Regions from separate parts of the Mus musculus genome. Here all the other regions are linked to region 1. Evidence: chromatin contacts called from public ChIA-PET and HiChIP or PLAC-seq data. All regions are on one chromosome and are shown on one strand. The core of a region is the stretch at or near the end of the contact, and the rest is flanking DNA. Distances in the headings are between cores, read along the strand shown. Region 1 overlaps Dleu2 (deleted in lymphocytic leukemia, 2). Region 2 has its middle 12 kb from the start of Gm25716. Region 3 has its middle 18 kb from the start of Gm35307.

Region 1 (2,700 bases), core at 123-2,622:
ACCTAGCTTGCTCTCACCAGCTGCAAGACGGCAGAATTTATAATCGGAACATCAGGTTTCAATAGCCATAAAACAAAAATAATACCTACTTCATAGAGGTGTTGTGGGCAGTGAGACACCTGATCCACAAAGCGTTTGATAACAATGCGTACCACATTATCAGTACCCAGTGGCTCTTACAACTTTTTCGGGGCTTCATACAACGGGAAACCTATCTGGTGAGTCCATAATTTACTCTAGCACTATTTTTTTTTTCTTTTGGAAAAGTACCCTAGTGACGTCCAAAAGATTGTACATCTTCGGCTCCAATCCAGAACCGAAAGCTCCGTCTCCAGTTCAGAATCCAAAGGCTTGTGCATGGTGGGCTGGTCGCACACCTCGAGGTCTGGGGTGGAGGGAAACGTCGGGGTGTGACAGCCGCCCGCTGGTCGTGTGATTGAACCGTAAAATTCCTACCTCGTGAGATGGTTCTAGGCTTAGGTGTGACAGATCTGGGAGGCGCTGGCGGAGGGCGAGAGCACGACAGCGATACGCGGTTTTAAGTTCCTGAGCGGCCACCCAGGGCTCGAAGGCGCACTCGGTGGCTTGGAGTTTAGTTAAAAGCGGTTTTTGTCTTGTTTTTACGAAACTCTTAAGATAGTCCCTGATTTGTTTCATCACTAGTGTGTCACCGGAGTAGTGTCCGAAAGCTGACCACCTCCACTGCCGCACAGGGGCCACGCAGGCACACACAGGAGCGCAAGACACAGCGGGGACTGGAACCGAGGAAGTAGAGAGCCTTGCGCCACGACGATCCTGCGCATGTGCCGGGGGAGAGGGAGGTAGAAGTTTCCGCATGCGCAGCAGGGTCGCGCGGGGGTGGGTGGGGGGAGGCAGGGACAGCTGTGGAGCCGGCCCGCGTTCCCGGCATGCCCCGGGGCGGCGGGGTTGGCTCTAACGAATTTGAATGAGGAGTCTCAGCGCTTTCGGCGCCATTTTCGAGTGATGCCTGATCTCATCAATCTAGCGGGAGGGAAGGGATAACCTGTCCGAGCCTAGCGCGACGCTAGGATCACGCCGGAAAATCCCCCAAAAATCATCAAAAAAATTAACTTAGAGCAGAGGGCAGTCGGTGGGGCTTCGCCAGATGCGGCGCAGTCGGTAAGAGCCTCAAGTAGCGAAGCGGGTCTCGAGAGGTGGCAGCGATGGGACCGGAGGACCGTGAGGGGAGCAGGGACCGGACTCGGGGTCTGCCCTCACTTTCGCGGCAGAAGCTCCCCCAGGGGATCCGGTTGCTGTAAGTTGGGTGTCCTCGGATGGGCGGCGTCCGGCCGCGCTCGGGTGGCGGGAGCGCGGAGCTGGGGGAGGGGAGGCGCGGTTTGAGCGGGACACGGCCGAGCGGCCGCCGCCCGACCTGTCAGCGCGAGCGGCCGGGGAGCTAGGCCGGCGCGGCAGGGTCGCCCGCGACAGGCGCCCGCCCGCCCTCCCCGGTGTGCACGGCGGTCCGGGCGCAGGCCGTCTCCTGCCGGGAAACTTGGGTCGCGGGAGAGACGGCTGCCCGCGGCCCCCGAGGTGCGCTGCGGAGTGCGGGGAAGAAACGACGCCGGCCGGGCCGGTCCCGGGCCGGATCCCGACCCCGGGCGCGGCGGATGGATGGATGGCCGCATCCAGCTGGGTCATTTTGTCGTTGCTCTCCCGGCGGTCCCCTCTCTCGCTCGAGGGGGAGGGGTGTCGGGGTGAAGGGAAGGACGGGGCTGCGAGCTTGCGATTTCCTGGCGTCGGGCTCTTAGAAGACTTTTTCCTTCTCCGGTCCTTGAATCGCAGCGTCTCAAGGAAAAGTAGCGTGAAACTTGGTGTCTCCTGCCGACAAGCCTTTGCACCTACGATTTAACGGTCATTTTGCAGTCCTCAACTTTCCTTGGGTACTCCTGACGCTGAGGCGGAAGAAAGCGGAGTTGTCTTTCCTTTGGGGGGGGGGTTTCTTTCTTTCTTTCTTTCTTTCTTTTTTTTCTTCGTTGGCTGTTGGCTTTTTGTCAACCCAGAGTCGACAGCTCTTGAATGAGCCAGTGACAGCTTTGACTTTAGGTAATGCTCGCTAGGTACTAGTCTTTGTGAAGAGTCCACGTTAAACTCTTGTGTCGCTTTCCTCCCTCAGCACCCCTAGATTAACCCTTAGCTCATGGGACGTTCTGCGGGAGGGTCGCACGGACCTGCCTTAGTGATCCTCTGCGGATGCTTTTGCTGCAGCTTCTCGGTTATTCGCCGAGGACTCAGGCTTCAGGAGACCCTCGGTGACTTGCTAGTCAGAGCAGGCCCCCTACAGAGCTTTCTCCCTCTGGAATTTTATCAGAACCCTGGATTTGGTGTGTGTCTGTGAAAACTGGGGGACCCGCCCTCATTTAGATCCCTTCCAGAAGAGTAGGAGCGCAATGTGATGTTTTTCAAATTGAGTCTAACGGAGCTCCCAAACGCCGGGCTTCTTACCCACTGATTGGCTGGAAGGAAGCGGGACTGGGGGGTTTGAATGTTGATCCCAGAGCTGATAATTCTTGACCTACGAAAAACTGTGTTTAGACAGAGAACTATTCAAATAAATACAAAATGTAAAATCGGAGTTTTTTTTTTAAGTTAGTACATAATAGAGTTGTTTCTTCCGTAAAAGCCTTTCAGATGGTTCTGAAATATATATATTTAAATGTAAAACTAAAGAGGCTGTTTTCA
Region 2 (2,700 bases), core at 20-2,519, 320 kb after region 1:
CATGCCTCCAAAACAGGAACATCAACAAAAACGTGGTCTTTCTACTCCAACAGCAAGGATTACACACAATATTAGATGCATCCCCAGGAACATAAAAGATCTGAAAGTCACTCAGTTGAAGGTGAGCTATGCACAAATAATAATAATAATAATGATGATGATGATGATGATGATCTGTGTTTCTTAGTCACTTTTCTCCCGGCATAACAGAACACCATGACCAAGGTAACTTATAAAGGAAGTTATAATATAGTTATATATAACTTATAGTTGGAGGCTCATGGTTCATGATCATCATGGTGGGAAACATAGTGGGAGGCAGGCAGGCAGGCAGGCAGGCAGGGATGGTGCTGGGGCAGTAGCTGAGAGCTTGCACCGTGGTCTATGTGAGGCAGAGAGAAGAAAGAACACACTGAGAATAGCCTGGACTTTTGAAAACTTAAAGGCAGTCAGTCCTCTTCCAACAAGCCCACATTCCTAATCCTTCAAACAGTTCCACCAACTGGGGACCAAGCATTCTCACGTGAGCCTAGGGGGGGCCACTCTCATTCAAACCACCACAAAGTAATTTCCAATCACGTGGATCTACTCATTACACTTGAGTAGCCCTTAACGTCATCACTTATCTTGTAGCTTATGCACTGCTCTGTTTTTATATTTTACTGATTGGACCGTGCAGCTGATTGACAGCAGTTTGTCTTTTTATTATTGTTTTTGGTTGGTTGGTTGGTTGGTTTGGTTTGGTTTTCCAGACAGGGCTTCTCTGTGTAGCCCTGGCTGTCCTGGAACCTACTCTATAGACCTGACTGGCCTTGAACTCAGGTATCTGCCTGTTTTTGCCTTTGGTATGCTGGGATTAATGGTATGTGCCACCACTGACTGGTGTGATAGCAGTTACCTGTAATAACATAGCTTTCTAGAAAACTCTCAGGGATCCCCAAATTTTCAAATATAATCTGCACTTGTCCCCACAACTGTCTTTGTTGATGAAACCTTTTGCTGAAAAGTCCATTAAAATTTAATTTGCCTCTCATTTCTTGCCTGTGGTCCTGTGTTAAGAATGAAAGTGAATTGACCTTTGACATTCTTGCCTGTGTTTTGGTTTAGAGGTGTGTGTGTGTGTGTGTGTGTGTGTGTGTGTGTGTGTGTGTGTGTGTGTGTGTGTAGCAAATTTCCTCCATGTGCCACTGTGTGCCCAGGTCAAGCAAGAGCTGTCTCCAGTAATTCTCTTCCCATCTAGGGAATAGCACACACCACAGATACATGAGTTCCTTGTTAACAGCGCCATCTGGTGGCCTCCGAATAACAAGACAGCGCAGTATGGCAACTTGTGGTTGTGCAGACCGTATTCTAATACAGTAAAGCAGTTGCTTCTTGTGGCCTCATCAGCTCCCTTTCCCTGGAGCCTCCTTCCCCAGCAGCCCTTTCCCAGACTGCCCCTCACCCACTCGGCACGTTGGCTCCAGAAAGTTCAAGCTGGTCCCGTTGGCTCTGGGCCCTTCTGCCTGTAGCCTCCTGGGCAGTAGGGAAAGCTGCTAGTAGCAGCCTGGGTGGAGAAACGTGAACTTAACCTCGTGGGTTTGTGCCCGGGGCCACCTTGAACCAGGCCTGGCTGGGATTCTAGTGCTAGAAGGCCCGTGATTTACTGTCTCCCTGGGCAGCAGGTGGCCAGGGTATTTTTAGCATCTGGAGTTTTTAGGGCAAGGCTGGGGGAGGGTAGAACAGTGAGCTCCGAGGACATCGGTTCTTTCAAGGTCTGAGTTCAAAAATCTCCAGACAATGGGCCCTTCCCCTAACACTCTTGGGTTTGGGTGTAGGGTGTCCATGATAAAAGCCACGCACGCCGCCGCCGTTCATTTGCCTTTTCCATTTGTTAGGCAGTAAGTGGAAGAGAGAATGGAGTGGATTTGGGATGCCAACTTGGCAGGCATTCAAGGAAAGCCTGACTGTTGTTAGTGCCCAGCGCAGATCTGTCCCTCTTCAAAGCACTTCTGTTCGCTGTATTGTCCAGCCCTCATTAATCCCATGAACCCCAAAGACGATTATCATATTCTACCAAAGAACTTGGCAAGGAAAGCTGAGAGGTCTGCCTGGTGCCATGGGTACGGGAGGGAGGATCTGCGGCTACACTGCCACAGAGCTAGATCCTAGCTGTGTGCTCAGTGAGACTGGATTGGAACCGCTCGCTCTGCAAGAGGATTGGAACCGCTCGCTCTGCAAGAGGCGTGCTCCCCTGCCTCTTAGCTTTCTCCGGAATGGTTGGTACAGCGCTTAACATGTGCTCCTGTGAGACTGAGCACGTTAAAAACCCTCCTTAGACTGGCTTTCCTGCTTCAGCTCAAGCAGTTATTTATGGAACAGGCCCTGAGTGTATTCTATCATCATTGTCTTCCAGAGAGGGGGACATCTCAGAACAACCATAAAGGGGTGAGGGGTCAGCGACTCTCTGTTCCAGCCAGGAGAGGACCAGGGGATAGTCCTAAATCCAGGAGAGAGAATCCTCAATTATGTGAGCCCCCTTCCCCTTGCCTGACCCTCTGGGTCCCTGCATTGCCCCCAGCTGGGTTCCCCCAACATAACCATACCTGAAGAATAACCACAAGTGACATCATTCATGGAAACTGGTGGTGATGGGACCAAGAGGGGACCCACCTCCCAGAGACTTTATGGGGTTCTGGCCCAGGGGAGTCACCTTCATCA
Region 3 (2,700 bases), core at 114-2,613, 370 kb before region 1:
CTCCCCAGATCAGTTACAGCAAGGGATGCAAACACCCAAGGCAGAAGGGAGCAATGGGGGAAAGGGGTGGAATCCTGAGTGAGGGGCCTTCCCCTACTTCTACTAGGGAATTTTGGTATCTCCATTTGTTTTATTAAAACCTAACTACCCATTAAGATTATACCAGGTATAGTGGTATGATCATGTTATGCCCATAGGGGCTAGAGTCAGGGGATGGGTATTAGTCATCCTGTTAGGACAGTGCGGCAGGAGCCGGAGATACAGTTCCATGCTTCCCACCCACAGCATCCAGGGTTCCTTTCAGAGACCTCTACTCAAGTAAAAATTAGTTTCCAAGTGAGAATATGTTTGAAGAATACCTACGAGCTGCCTCAGTTCTTGTGTCCCCAGATAAGAAGCAGGAGACGACTTAGTTGGAGCCAAACCAGAGACCATTTACTAAGAGACAGTAAACTTCCCATTCGGAGGTCACAGGCCAAAGTAAAGAAGAAACTGAGTAGCTCAAGGAAACATTGCACACACAAAAGCATGGGGCTTTGCTGTCTTAGCACAGGCTTGCAGCTCAGTGTCCTAGCTCAGGCTTATCTGCGCTTGCATAGTCTGTTGCATTAGTTCCAAATAGAACTCCTCACAGCACATGTTCAACTATAGCATTTTTAAATCTCCACCCCAGGGTGTGTATGTTGAGATCCTATTATGAGAGGGGCTACTGTGGGGTACACCCACACCAGTGACACAAGCCCCTCTTAGACGGCCTAGCTGGAAGGTTCTTGGCCATCCTCTTTGCTCACTTGGTTTTTATACACTAACTCTGGAAGGCTTTGTACAAGGCCTTCTCAGATTTTACTGCCTGCCCTCTTCTCAATAGGAAGATGTTTGAACATAGATTTAAGCACAGATTAGAAAGACGGGCATCGGGGGCGGTAAGATGTACCCATCTGAGGCTGGCACATGCACCCACAGTGTCAGAAGTGTGCCTTGTTGTAACAGCGAATGTCTCACCTCTCCCATCCACACCGCAGCTGCAGTATGTAGAAAGTACTCAGATGAAAAGTGACACACGATGTATATGTCATATGTAGAATTTCATATGGCAGGGCACACACAGGAAAGCCTGGGTCACCCAAATGAGCCAGAACCCCACATGGGATGCCAGCATAAAATCTCAATTCCTGGCTCAGTGAGGCGGTGGTGTTAGTCTAGGGATCTTGATAGGGTTTTTTTTTTTCCCTGCCAATTAAAGAACTAAAAGGCTGGAAAGACCTCAAACAACCCAGGTAGCATCAGAGAAACCTCAAACACCACAGACAGAATCAACAGTTGAAAGAAAGTCTGTGTTTACCGGGAGCTGAGTAAGCACAGACATGAATCAGTCACACAGAAAAGACTCTGCAAAGCCAAGACTGAAAAATCCGTCTCCTTGGGGCCCAGGGCTTTTAAAGTCTCTGAGGAGTTTCCCTTCCCTAATATAGGCTTGATCCCTTTGAAGAAAGATTGGATAGTTGACTGGCCTTAAACTGTTGGATAATAGATGCTGATCTGCCCTTGAACCCCTTAAGCCTGTCCATCAGCAGGAGGCATGCTAGTGAGAGATAGGCTTTTGTTTTATGCTGCCAGGCATCTGTGTCAAGTCAAGAGGATGAGAAAGAAGCTCACCACCTTGAAAATTTGCCACCTTTAATACCTCTAGTATTAAAGTCCCTCTCCTTATCTGTCTGTCTATCCAGGAGTCTGTGTAACTCTCAGTTAGGTTGTAAAGCTCTGTCTGTTCTGACCTATCTCTCACTCTCAGCACACTCTTGGAAGTGTGCTGGTTTCAAAATATCTCTGTTTGGAAGTCTAGCCTTCCTTGACCTCTCAGTCTTTGCTTGCACTATCTGTATATCGCTCTGTACAATTCTTTGGTCTAGACAAAAGGATCTGGGCTGCAAAGGAGGTTAAGGGCTAGCTTTTAGTGTCAAGGTTGGCTTTTGTGATATTCCTAGGAAATTCAAAGTTCACAGGTGAAAAAGAAAGGCTTTACACATGTCTCATGGCTATTTTAACATTCTTACATGAAATACCATAATATAAAAGGAATATTGTCTCTGTATCAGCAACCTTCACAATGAGAGAGAGAGAGAAAGAGAGAGAGAGAGAGAGAGAGAGAGAGAGAGAGAGACTATGTGCAAGTGGGCATGCATGCACGTTCATTCATAAACATGGAGGCCAGAGGAAGGTATCAGTTTCCTCTTCTTTGAGACAGGGTCTCTCTGCAAGCCCCAGCAAATCTATCTCTGCCAAGCATGTGAATTACAGGTGCATGTGTGTGGCGCATGTTGCCTGGTGCCTATGAGACAGCAGAAATACCTGGGTGACCACTTGGTGAAGTGATGAGGGATATTGAAAATCTAGTCTTCTTCCTCTTCTTCTTCCTCCTCCTCCCCTTCTTCCACTTCTCCCTCTTTTTCATTTACTCTACTTCAAATGGTCACCTCTAGTTTTACCACAAAGAAGACATGACTTAACTGTGATTTAAAACATTGTGACCTTTCCTTTTAATTGAAAAACAAATTCTATAATATATTTTGATCATCTTTTCTCCCTCCTCCGACTTCTATATCATCCTCACCTCTCTACCCAACTTGTTATTATTTCTCTCTTTTTCAAAAAACAAACAAACAAACAAACAAACAAACAAGCATACACACAAAAAGAAAA

What was found. ChIA-PET counts read pairs in DNA pulled down with a chosen protein or histone mark. HiChIP or PLAC-seq counts read pairs in DNA pulled down with a chosen protein or histone mark.
Region 2: a contact with region 1 is called in an H3K4me3 HiChIP or PLAC-seq map of forebrain, with 4 times the contacts expected there. The contact joins two enhancer-like sites. A contact is called at or near these places in 6 of 39 promoter capture datasets (the 3T3-L1 cell line, 3T3-L1-derived adipocytes, hippocampal neurons and 3 more), 1 of 15 datasets of contacts at CTCF or cohesin (the NIH/3T3 cell line), 13 of 484 Hi-C or Micro-C datasets (CD4 T cells, the N1E-115 cell line, cardiomyocytes and 8 more) and 11 of 115 datasets of contacts at active chromatin or transcription factors (astrocytes, bone marrow-derived macrophages, embryonic basal ganglia and 7 more).
Region 3: a contact with region 1 is called in an RNA polymerase II ChIA-PET map of memory CD8 T cells, with 74 read pairs. The contact joins two enhancer-like sites. A contact is called at or near these places in 2 of 39 promoter capture datasets (the C10 cell line and liver), 1 of 15 datasets of contacts at CTCF or cohesin (the NIH/3T3 cell line), 1 of 484 Hi-C or Micro-C datasets (bone marrow-derived macrophages), 30 of 115 datasets of contacts at active chromatin or transcription factors (the 230-238 cell line, CD8 T cells, DN3 thymocytes and 21 more) and 1 of 9 other capture datasets (bone marrow-derived macrophages).

The regions. Positions count from the first base shown.
Region 1 is chr14:61,647,058-61,649,757 of GRCm38.p6, reverse strand. All of the region lies in intron 1 of Dleu2 (deleted in lymphocytic leukemia, 2), which reads left to right. Among named protein-coding and RNA genes, the nearest start is that of Mir15a, 16 kb to the right of the region's middle. Within about 2 kb of position 1,372, at least 436 of the 459 cell types and tissues checked have an H3K27ac peak or open chromatin away from gene starts, as enhancers often do. A contact at or near this core is called in the N1E-115 cell line, astrocytes, bone marrow-derived macrophages and 6 more, where this site is marked.
Region 2 is chr14:61,330,075-61,332,774 of GRCm38.p6, reverse strand. No RefSeq gene overlaps it. Among named protein-coding and RNA genes, the nearest start is that of Gm25716, 12 kb to the left of the region's middle. Within about 2 kb of position 1,269, at least 57 of the 459 cell types and tissues checked have an H3K27ac peak or open chromatin away from gene starts, as enhancers often do. A contact at or near this core is called in the N1E-115 cell line, astrocytes, bone marrow-derived macrophages and 5 more, where this site is marked.
Region 3 is chr14:62,015,699-62,018,398 of GRCm38.p6, reverse strand. No RefSeq gene overlaps it. Among named protein-coding and RNA genes, the nearest start is that of Gm35307, 18 kb to the left of the region's middle. Within about 2 kb of position 1,363, at least 12 of the 459 cell types and tissues checked have an H3K27ac peak or open chromatin away from gene starts, as enhancers often do. A contact at or near this core is called in memory CD8 T cells, where this site is marked.